2 separate regions of the Ovis aries genome follow, and region 2 is linked to region 1. A link is a contact called in public Hi-C data. All regions are on one chromosome and are shown on one strand. The core of a region is the stretch at or near the end of the contact, and the rest is flanking DNA. Distances in the headings are between cores, read along the strand shown. Region 1 holds the start of BATF3 (basic leucine zipper ATF-like transcription factor 3). Region 2 has its middle 33 kb from the start of GARIN4.

What was found. A called contact is a pair of places that touch in the nucleus more often than the background predicts.
Region 2: a contact with region 1 is called in a Hi-C map of tail adipose tissue, with 1.8 times the contacts expected there. The contact joins the enhancer-like site here to the promoter of BATF3 in region 1. A contact is called at or near these places in 4 of 16 Hi-C or Micro-C datasets (blood, hypothalamus and tail adipose tissue).

What each region holds. Positions count from the first base shown.
Region 1 is chr12:70,318,056-70,324,067 of ARS-UI_Ramb_v3.0, forward strand. BATF3 (basic leucine zipper ATF-like transcription factor 3) reads left to right here and starts at 2,986. Exons shown (of 3, transcript XM_027956301.3): 1 at 2,986-3,275; 2 at 5,990-6,012. The coding sequence starts at 3,198.
Region 2 is chr12:70,361,055-70,367,066 of ARS-UI_Ramb_v3.0, forward strand. No RefSeq gene overlaps it. Among named protein-coding and RNA genes, the nearest start is that of GARIN4, 33 kb to the right of the region's middle. Within about 2 kb of position 3,192, at least 2 of the 54 cell types and tissues checked have an H3K27ac peak or open chromatin away from gene starts, as enhancers often do. A contact at or near this core is called in tail adipose tissue, where this site is marked.

The sequences.
Region 1 (6,012 bases), core at 1,736-4,235:
GGAGAGATAATATCACTTGTAAATATAAAACATTTTAAGTTGTTAATGTAATAAAACATTTTCCAAAATGTTTAAAAAAGACAAGTGACAGTATTTATAATCCTACCAACACAATAGAAAAGCTAGAACTTTCGTATATTCCCTTCTAATTTTTCTCATATGCATACACTTTTTCATTGTGGTAAAATAAAAATACAACATAAAATTTACCATCTTAGCCATTTTTAAGTGTACATACAGTAGTGCTATGCATATATTTTTATATACATGTTACTGTTATATCTTTTGTATCCTGATTTTTTTTCCCAGTTTGCCTTCTATCAAATAAATCGTCCATGTAGCAAATTTGTCTACATGCTTGTAATTTTAAAGATGCATAACATTCTATCCCATGGTTAGAACATACTTTATTTAGCTGTTCACCTATAATGGGACATTTATGTTGTTTACAATTTTTCACTTACAATATTCTTATGAATTTTTAGTTCATATAGTATTTTCTCTTTAATATTTTCGATTATCTTCTTGAATGATTTTCTAGAAGTTTCCTAGGAAAACTAAGTCAAAAGTGATGTCTTGCATGATTCTTGAAAATTACAATAGAACTGCTTTCCAACGCTTTCTACCAATTTACAGTGATACCGGTGCAATATGAGAACACCAATTTCACCACACTTTCACAACTTTTTCTTTTGATATTAAATTAATATTTTAATTCAAATATTAAAAGTTTAAAAGTCATATTACTTTAACATGTATTTTTCCTATATCTATTTTCCTTGTTTTCTCTGTTGGAGAATGCCAGTTTGTGTCACTTGCTATTTACCTTTAGGAGGTTGTCTCAATATTTTTCTTATTCTTTTTCATGGGCTGTATATATAATAAAGATTTTACCACTGTCAGATTTACTGTGAATATTTTTCCCCATCTACTGGTTTAAAATGTCTAGTTATACTGTCACCTGAGTCAATTTAACATTGTTATACTGCTCAGATCTTGTCAATGGGGTTTTTCCTATCACCTTCATCTTAGAAAATTCTCTCCCCTTTGTCTTATCCCCAGGGCTTTGATAAAGGATTTAATTCTGCTTTATCTTCCTGATCTTATTTTCTATCATTATTTCATTCATTCCTTTTGATGTAAGTGTAGGTCAAATTAATGTGTCCTGTAAGTTCTCACTAGTTAACCAGGACTCTTTCTTTTAATATATTTGAGGAAAGCCCTGAGTAACTGAAACAGTAGGTCTATACCTGTGTGAAGAGTTCTTGTGTACTGGGGATGGGTTCCAGGCTCCCTGGGGGAAGAGGAGCAAGGTAGAGCCCAAAGGACCTAGAATGTGATGTGGCTCAGCGAGACCAGAAAAGGAGCAATATCTAGAATGAAGCGTGGGAGTGCACCTAAATGTCCTTGCGTTTTCATCTTGCTCTTCTGTTGGAAACAACACTGGGGGATGAAAGTGTTTCTAAACATTAAAGACCACTTGACTCGGAGATTTCCCCGTCTTTATTGGAGTCTGTACCTTGATAGGAGGCAGAATAATAGCCCCAGGGCCACCATGAGTTCTGCTGAGCGAAGAAAAGGATAAAAGAGAAATCCAGGCGGACGGAGAGAGGGCTCCGCCGCTGTGCAGCCTTAATCGTGGAGGCGCCCACCCTCTGTCCTCCCGCGGCCCGCGTGCACCTCCACCCTCCTCTCGGCTGGTCCAAGCCCCGACACACACAGACAAGAATCACCACTTGCTTCCCTGCCCTCTAGCTGGCTGCATCTCAAAACTTTTGCAAGGGTCTTAAACCTGGCGCGGAGAGCCACTTGCACTGGACTGGGAGCCACAAGTGTCCGCCCCTCTACCCCCGACTCCTCACCACCCCCTACCCCGCCTTCATCCTCACAGCTGCCCACGAACCTGGAGCCTGAAAGCTTAAGCGACCACACTCGGAAGGCACGCCTGACCTCCTGATTCTGGTTCCCACCCGCCGGCCCAGGTTCGCGGTTATCTTTCCTTCCCGGTGCTCACAGTACGCAGACCACAAACCCGTAACCACTTGTTTTTTTTTGCCTTTTTTTTTTTTTTTTCCTTTGCTGGGATCACGTACAACATCGCTTGACTTTGCATCTTTTAACTGGCAGGCAGGTGGAGGGAGCAAGCCTCGGCCTCCGTCTGGCACGAAGTCCCGCATCTTAACTTTGCGGGCAGAGCATCCGCCACTTGAACCTTGGGAGAGAAAAAGCATCGGGTCCATTTCACGTTAGCGCGCAGGGTCCAGATCCCCGAACCTGTGTACCAGGGACGTCCCCCGTGCCAGCCAGGCTCCGGGGAAGCCCAGCCACTGTGAAATCTGCAGGACAATCTCTTCCTCGCCATCCTCCCCGAGGGAATTCACCCTCCGGGGCCGCCCCGCCTGGTTCCCTCCCACTGCCCCGCGGAACTGGCGATAGAGGAGAGAGAAGGTGCTCTCCTCAGAAAGGCCCCGGGGTGCCCCGTGGGTCTCAAGGTGCACAGGCCTGCGTCTCCCCGGTGGGGCCCCGGAGGGAGGGAGCGTGACCGATCGCAGCGCAGAGAAAGTCCCCCGAGACTGTCACCCCTGCGGGCGGGGGGAAAGGCGGGCGGATGCGCAGGAAGGTGCCGCGGTGGGACCGGGAAAGAAAACACCGCCCCCCCTCCCAAACCTCCCACTGGAGTTTCTCAGCCCGAGTTCTCCGAGAGCGGCCGAGAGACGCCCCCCAGGGCTGCGCGGCGCCTCCACGACCGCAACCTGTCCCAGCCTCGCTTCTGGCGAGGGGGCTTCGCGCTCCCTTCTGGGTTTCGGAGCCACCACGTGACTTCCACGAAGCAGGGGGCCCCCAGCGGAAAGCGGCGGCAGGGGTGGGATCTGGGACCCCGGGGTGCGGCGAGAGGGCGGGGAGAGGAGGAACGGAGCGGGGGTGGGAGAAGGCGGGGCGGGGCGGACTCGGGACGGGAAGGACGGCGCGCTGGGACCGGGGGGTGGGGAAACCCGGGCGCCGCGCGGCGGAGCCGGGGGAGCGGGAAGCCCGGGGGGCGGGGCCGAGGCGGCCGCCCGCAGGTGCGGGGGCGCGGGGATGCGTGCGGCCCGAGGGAGCCGGTAGGCAGCGCCCCGCGTGCAGGGCGCGCCGGGCCGCGCGGCCGCTCGTCCGCGAGGCTGCGCGGCTGGCCGGGCCGAGCCGGAGCAGCGCCCGGCATGTCGCAAGGGCTCCCGGCTGCCGGCAGCGTCCTGCACAGGAGCGTCTCGGCGCCCGGGAACCAGGCGCGGCCACAGGTAGCGAGCTAGATGGAGGCTCGGGAGGGTGCCCGGGTTGCGGGGAGTGGTGGGCGCGCTACGAGGGGCGTGAGGAGGTGGGTGCTGGGGCTCCCGGCTTGGGACTGATGGGAGCAGGGGTAGAGGGCAGTGCGGGAGCCGGACGCGAGCGGCGTGGGGGCACGCGGGCACCCCGCTGTGCGCCTCTGCCCGGCCGCCCCGAGCGCACTCCAGGTGCCCGGGGCGTCCGGGATGGTGACTGGGCTCCTGAACCTGAGAGGAGCAGAGGTCGGAGGGCGCCGACGTCTGGTAGGGCTGGGCACTGTTCACGCTGCCCGGCACGTGGGGTCTGGGCCGCCCTGGGTGTCGCCATCCGTGCGCCGCCGCTGGCTGCCGCCCCATCGCCAGAGCGCGTGGTCCTTCCCCGCCGCGCCGAGCTGGGGCCAAGGTGTGGAGAGGGGAAATTCCGCTCCGAGGGGCGGCTCGTGCCCAGGCAATCTCAGCGTGTACTCTCCTCCGGCGGCCTCCCGAATGGCCCAGGGACGCGAGGTGGCGGCCCGAGGTGGGCAGACTCCAACCTCAGGGCGGGTGGAGAGCCCTCGGCGGGCGCCGGCTCCTCTGCGCAGTCCACCACAGTGTTTACAGCCGCGTACTCGGGGAAACACACAAGGTTGCCGGCAGGGACGGCAGACCGAGAACTTCTCCCTCAACTACGTTAGGATCGAGTCTTTTCAGGGTTATGCCCTGCTTCTCAGTTAGGTGCCTGCCGCAGAATGTCATCGGGTGACGCTAGAGAGTCACACAGCTGAGTCTGGGCCTCAGCGTTGCCACACACAGGCTGAGTAGCCTTGGGGAATCTGCTTCACCTCTCTGAGCCTCAGTTTCTCCACGTGTAAAAATCAATATAATATAACTTCTTGTGATTTTTATGAGGACTAATAGAGACATGGTTAGTAATATATGAATATATCAACATTTTGCTGCTCTCTTTCCGCCTTGATTAAATATTTCTACTGGTTGTCAGGTCCGACCATGTGGTAGGTGCTAACTCCAGTTTGGAGGGTCCACTTTTACAGGGCAGGATGCATGCTCCTCCCTTGAGCCTTATGAATCTCCAATGAGGACCAGAGAGGCATGATTTGGTGATGAGTGCTATAAGGGACTCAACAGAAAATAGCAGTCTTAACAGACGTTACTGAAGACACACCATGTGGCGCTTTGGGATAAAATCTAGTTTTATCTTATGCAGCTCCAAGTGCTGGGCTGTTAGGATGATCATGGCAGAGATTACTGACCACTTGTTCAGGACATGCATCTCTAGTGCCCAGGACAGTGCCTGGCACATGGCAGGTACTCAGTTAATACTCACTGAAAGAATGAATGGATCACACAGCAAATGAGAAAATCAAAAAATCAGAGAGTGTAAGTCATTTACCCAAGGCCATATTGCTATAACGGACAAAACCAAGAACCTATATTTCTAAAGCTTAAGTTCTGTGTGTCAGACCCCCTGTTGTGTTCTGATTACCTCCACCAAGACTTCTTTGCCTCTTAAAGACTACATCTTAACAGCTCGTGTCTGGTCCCTTAAACACTGTCTTCAGGCCACTTCTCTCTGTCATGTTCTTTCTTCTTTTCCTTTCATAGCTTTATTTTCTTGCATATGCTGAAAGTTCTCTACTCACTGTAACTTGAGGAGCTATGTATCTTTCTTATTTGGAATATTAGATCTGATAAAATGATATCTGAAAACATCTGTTATTTCATGTTATCAATATTTGCTTTCCACTAATAGTAATAACTGAGTAGCTTTCCTGTGTTTGTATCCCACTGAATTCTTGATCTCTAAACTCTTTAAAGGTAGTATTTCCATGGAATCTTCTCACAGGTCTCTGGGAAGCAAATACTCTACCCCTCCTCTGTTTTCTATAACTGGATGAAGTGTTTTTACCATTGTAGGTGCATTTTTCTGCCTGCCTTTTCAGAATAACTCTTGAAGGACTTGACTAAGTTTGGTTAAATCTCATATATAGCTAAGAGCTTTCAAGACACATCATCAGTTTGCTTTAGGATTCAAACTGCTCTGACCTGTGAAACAAAATGTCAGTCAAGCACTGTTCAAAGGGATGAGCTGCCTGTGGCCTTTAGGACCACTTGGTGTGTTGGGAGAGTTGTGTGGTTACAATCGGTAATCAGCATAGTTGTGATTTGCACACAATGTCAAAAGTACCTGTTTGTGTGTGGTGGCGGAAGGCCTGGCCCACGGCAAGTCCCAGATAGCAGCCGCCTTTTGCCTTTCCCGTCCTCAAGTGCACACCAACACCACACCTCTTCCAGGCACACGCCCCAGGAGGTGGGTGGGGGAAAGGTTTGAGAACTTGGTTTGGAGTCCAGCAGACGTGAGTTCCACTTCCCGTTCGGCCCTCTACTAGCTGTGATACCTGGAGCAAGTTCCTCAACCTCTCGGAGTTTCTTATTCCTCATCTTTTAGATGGCAGTCCCACCACACAGGTCTCGGGGGCGGCGAGGGCGGGGGAGCAGCTAACCCAGCCATAGCTCATGCGTAGTGCTCCCTCGACGCGGGGCCACTGATTCCCCCGCTGATGGAGCAGCAAGCGCTGCTGTGGCCGCAACGAACATGGTGATGCTCCCGAGCAGGGCTGGATGAAGGGAGTGGGCAGAGGAGGGGCGGCGAGGGGCCTCAGCATCCCACCTGACCACGCCCTTTCCCCCAGAGCCCTGAGGATGACGACAGGAA
Region 2 (6,012 bases), core at 1,942-4,441, 43 kb after region 1:
TCTTCAGGGAAGCGGAGGATAGGATAGGATGTTTGCCAGGAGGGAGGAGGAGGTGCTTGCCTAAGGCCAAACAGTTCCTCTAATGGACTTTCACGGATTTTTTTTTTTAGCAACATCCACGTGGAGGTTGGGTGGCACCTGCCCAAGGAGTCATCTCCTCCTTTGGCAGGTGGGGAATGGCTGTGTCTGCATGACCTTCCATGCCCACCTGCCACAGCTGTGCTTCCCCACCCCCCAGCAGCCCCTCAGCCTGGCCTGGGTGCCTAAACCTTACCATCTGACTTTCCTGACCGCGATTTTTCCTTCTTTCCTTTTATTTCTTTACTTAAACAAACAAAAAACCCTTGCTGTGTCATACCTGGTTTTGTAGTTTGCTTTAGGTCGCTCTCAGAATAGGCAGAGAATAAATAAACAAACTTACTCCTGGAGTTCTCATTTGCCTTTCTTGAAGTTTTTATAGCCCTGATTTTCAAACTAATTTTTTTCCAGAGAAATCCTTTTTTTAAAAATGAAATATTTCACAGACACCCTACAAATGTATATTATACTTACCTTGGGCATTGCGGGTTTGGCTCCAGACCACCATGGTAAGGTGAATATTGCGATAAACTGAGTCTCACAGTTTTGGGGTTTCCCAATGTGTGTAAAAGCTACGTTTACACTATAGTGCCACCTATTAAGTGTGCCATAGGGTTATGTCCAAAAAAGTATACTGAAAATACTTGATGACTGAAAAATGACAAAATAACCACAAAAATAGCATCAGTGATCACAGATCACAGATCACCATGGGCAATATAAATATAACAAAAAAGCTAGAAATGCTGTGAGAATTGCCAAAGTGTGACGCAGAGGAATGAAGTGAGAAAACACTATTGAAAAAATGGTGCCGATAGACTCACCCGACCTAGGGTTGCTGCAAACCTTCAATTTATAAAAATAAGAATAATACCTGCAAAGCAAAAGAAGGTGAAGTGCAATAAAAAGTATGCGAATATATTTATGTCTTACTCAGGTTAAAGCAGGAAAAGGGCTCCAAGTCCAGGCGCTGGCTGTCCCCTTTCTCCTGAGCTTAGCTCCCCAGCCTTAGCTCTGGGGAGCTCTGTTTGTAAACCACCAGTTGGCTCCATGGAAACCATGCCACAGTGTTCAGTATGCCATTTAGAGGCAAAAAAAAAAAATAAGGAAGTGAGATGACTGTATGACCTTTCGGACAGTTTGCTAATTACTGCTGCTGCTGCTGCTGCTAAGTCGCTTCATTCGTGTCCGACTCTGTGCGACCCCATAGACGGCAGCCCACCAGGCTCTCCCATCCCTGGGATTCTCCAGGCAAGAACACTGGAGTGGGTTGCCATTTCCTTTTCCAATGCATGAAAGTGAAAAGTGAAAGTGAAAGTGAAGTTGCTCAGCCTGTGTCTGACTTCTAGCGACCCCATGGACTGTAGCCCACCAGGCTCCTCCATCCATGGGATTTTCCATGGAATGCTAAAGAATGACCATTCATTCATATCTAACAGAAAAGAACTATGAACAAAAACAAAGTCTTGTTCACTCTTCTAGCATAAAAAAATAATCATTGAGAGTTTTAAGTAACAATTCGGTCTTAAACCTTACTGATGCAATGTCACTGTTGAACTGTGGTTCCTTGGTGTGAAATATACAAGAAAAAAATTCAAAAGTCATTCTGGAACAGAGTGTTAATCGATCATCAACACAAGCTGTTATCAGCTGTATCTGTATCAGCTGCTTCTGTCTCCCGCAAACCAGTGAATTCCCGAATTCCTCCATTTGTCTGTCTCCCTGTTTAACAACACTCTTGCTCCTCAACTCCCAGCTCCATGAAGCCTCTGTGATCTATCTCGTCCAAACCCTGTAGGCCTCCTAGGGCAAGCGCAGGCTGCTCTGAGCCAGGCAGCACACCTGGCTCCCCCAGGGAGGGGATAGCCTGGGGTCTGAGTCCCTTTGCACTTAGTGGTCAGCCTCACTGCCCCCATTAGGCTCTACTTCTGCCTGGTACCTAGCACAGCATCTGCTTCTAAAATAATAAAAACCTTCATGGCCATGTTGGTATACAGTCAAATGTATTAATATTATATATGCAAACATTTTCTTGAGACTTTCTTCTGATTAAAAAATAATTTTTTTGTAAGCCTCCCAAAGTTTTGTGGGCCCTTTGCACTATGCAGGTATATAAGGCTACTGCTTGCTAGTATATGTGGACTGAGCAATTTGCTTAACTTCTCTGGGCTTAGTTTTCTCATTTGTAAAATGAGGATAATAATAGGACCCAATATGCAAAAATTAATGTTAGATATTACTTGTTTTGTTTTGCACAATTAAAAAGAGGGAAACACAAGGGATTGTTGTTGTTGTTTTTCAGTTGCTCAGTTGTGTCCAACTCTTGGCCACCCCATGGTCTGCAGCACACCTGACTTCCCTGTCCTTCACTACGCCCAGAGCTTGCTCAAACTCATGTCCATCAAGTCGGTGATGCCATCCAGCCATCTCATCCTCTGTCGTCCCCTTCTCCTCCTGCCTTCAACCTTTCCTAGCATCAGAGTCTTTTCTAATGAGTCAGTTCTTTGCATCAGGTGGCCAAAGCATTGGAACTTCAGCTTCAGGATCAGCTGCCAGTGAATATTCAGGACTGGTTTCCCTTAGGATGGACTGGTTGGATCTCCTTGCAGTCCAAGGGACTCTCAAGAGTCTTCTCTAATACCATAGTTTAAAAGCATCAATGCTTCGATGCTCAGCCTTCTTTATGGTCCAACTCTCACATCCATACATGACTACTGGAAAAACCATAGTTTTGACTAGACAGACCTTTGTTGGCAAAGTAATGTCTCTGCTTTTTAATATGGTATCTAGTTTTGTCACAGCTTTTCTTCCAAGGAGCAAGCATCTTTTAATTACATGGCTGTAGTGCCCATCTGCAGTGATTTTGGAGCCCAAGAAAATAAAGTCTTGTGCTGTGATCCAACCTCAAATCTAGTGTATCCTTGTATTCTTGGAAAAAAAAAAAAAAAAGTCTTCCTATTTCAAAGGAAAAGCAAGCACCACAAACACACACACACACACAAATAATAAATGAAACCAAACCAAAAGCCCTTTCTGAGACATCCAAGAACTCTTGCCAAACACCAACTCGATGAGTTCACCATAAATGAATCAGAGACACAAGGCTTAGATTTCCCTCTCAAAGTCCCAAGAGGGAAGCAGGAAGGCAAGAAATTCAGAGAGAGGCTCGTCGTGCCAGCCCAGCTCTGCCAGCTGAACAAGGGATCAGAAGTCCAAGAGCCCCTCAGACATCCTTCCCCTGGGCTCAATTCACATTTCTCATTGAACACAGGTTATAGCTCAGATGGTAAAGAATCCGCCTGCAGTGCAGGAGACCCGGGCTTGATCCCTGGGTGGGGAAGATCCCCTGCAGCAGGGAATGGCTACCCACTCCACTACTCTTGCCTGGGAAAATCCCATGGACAGAGGAGGCTGGTGGGCTATGGTCCATGGAGTTGCAAAGAGTCAGACATGACTGAAAGACTAGCACTCTCCCAGAGAGTAGGTGCCATTAAGGGGCCCTGATGAGAAACTGGGTAGTAACCAGGGCCCTCCAAACCCAGTATTTGGTTTGGATTATTACGGCTTAACCCTCCATCCATTCTTATTCTGTTCATTCCAAGATGCAGGCAGGTAGGATTTCTAAGAAAGATTTGAGGGGTAGCATGGAGGTGGTGGATTGGTTCTCCGTGGAGGAGATTTTCCAAGAAACTCAGCTAGCTTCCTGAGAGATGTCATACTCTGGAAGGTTCCCAGGGGCTTGGCAGGGGAACTCTGGAATGACTCAAGTGCTGATCTGAACCAGGAAAGGGTGGGTTATGGCCCCAAACCACACCCTCCTCTCACTTTGTCAAACTGCATCCGTTTTGCTTACCGCTTCACCCCCGTTCCCTACCAATCAGCAGGAAGCCTTCCTATATGAACCAGGAGCCCTTTCCACCCCAAGTCACCCACACCTCCAACACCCTCATTTGCATATATGGTTGGATTTTATTGACATCTGAGGGTGCTCTGTGAACAGCTTCAGCAAGGTCCACTAATGGAATCTAAGGAGTCCGATCGCAGCTTTTTAAAAGACCTGCCAGAGGCCCAGCTTGGCTGAAGGCCCCTGGAGCCAATTTGTCAGTCAGTCAATACACATGGAGTGCTCAAGCACTTCTAGCAAGGCCTTTTACTAAGCTCTGATTTCTGCAAGACTGAGACAGATGTTAGGGAGAAGGCAATGGCAACCCACTCCAGTACTCTTGCCTGGAAAATCCCATGGACAGAGAAGCCTGGTAGGCTGCAGTCCATGGGGTCACTAAGAGTTGGACATGACTGAGTGACTTCATGTTCGCTTTTCACTTTCAAGCGTTGGAGAAGGAAATGGCAACCCACTCCAGTATTCTTGCCTGGAGAATCCCAGGGATGGGGGAGCCTGGTGGGCTGCCATCTATGGGGTTGCACAGAGTCGGACACGACTGAAGTGACTTAGCAGCAGCAGCAGCAGAGAGAGAGATTAAAGACCTGACCTCTAGAGATGGCAAAGTCAGGAAGAATATGAAGAGAAACCCCAAAGAACTCCAGACACAAACATCTACAACCTGACCTGTTACCCTGTGTGGTCAAGCCCAGCAGAGGCGAGTGCACCACACTGTCTTAACCTGGCTAAGGTTCTAGAAGCCAAGGTTCTAGAGCCAGCTTCTTCCTCTCTGCCCAAGCAGGTCTTTTGCGGAGCATCTAGTCTCTCCGATCCTGAGTGGAAACAAAACAAGTCTGACACCATCGCCAACCCACTCTAGACATCTCCCCAGCCCCAGGGAGCAGGCAGGCCTTCCTAGCCTAGAGGAGAATACAAGTGTCTCATCAGGACTTCCGTGGTGGTCCCGTGGCTGAGACTCGGAGCTCCCAAGGCAGGCAGCGGCCCGGGTTTGATCCCTTGTCAGGAGGCTAGACCCCATATGCCGCAACTAAGAGTTTTCGACCCAGTGCAGCCAAATAAATAAATAAAAATAAATATTAAAAAAGACTCCTGGGGCTTCCCTGGTGACTCAGTGGTTAAAGAACCCTTCTGCCAAGGCAGGAGATACAGGTTCGATCCCCGGGCTGGGAAGATCCCACATGCATGGAGCAACTCAGGCTGTATGCCACAGCTATTGAGCCTGTGCTTTAGAGCCCAGGAGCTGACACTACCGAGGTCACGTGCCACAACTACTGAAGCCCGAGTGCCCAAGAGCCCGTGCTCCATAACAAGAGCAGCCACTGCAGTGAGAAGCTCATGCACTGCACCTAGAGAATAGTCCCTATTTCCCACAACTAGAGAAAGCCCACATGCAGCAACAGAGACCCAGCACAGCCACAATTAAATAGATAAATAAAACTATATAGAGATATATAAAGACTCTCATTACTTGTGTCTCACTACTCTTGTAGCCTGCCAGGCTCCTCTGTCCATGGGATTCTCCAGGCAAGAATACTGGAGTGGGTTGCCATGCCCTCCTCCAGGGGACCTTCCCGACCCAGAAATTGAACCTAGGTCTTCTGCATTGCAGGCAGATTCTGTACCGACTGAACTACGTGGGAAGCATAATAAATAAAATGATATATAAAAAAGACTCTCATTATTCAAAACTGGGCACCATGTGCCCCACAGCAGACAATGGGAGCACTCAGCAATTGGATTGGCAGATTTATGTGAGAACCGACCCCCTGGAGGAGATGAGATGGATTCAGGGGGAGAGCTGGAGGCTGTGGCTTGTGGTGACCCATGACCCACTCTAATTACATGTACCAGGCAAGGAGCACAGAGCACACAGACCCAGGGCACACAATTACATAAGATGGCCCTCTGGCCTTGGGACACCCCATATGAAAAGTCAACCGAAAGCCCGAGGCTGTCTGCATTCAGTGCCAAATCATCGATGTGCACCGTGTGTCAGAGGGAAATAATAATGGTAACATTTAGTGAGTACTTCC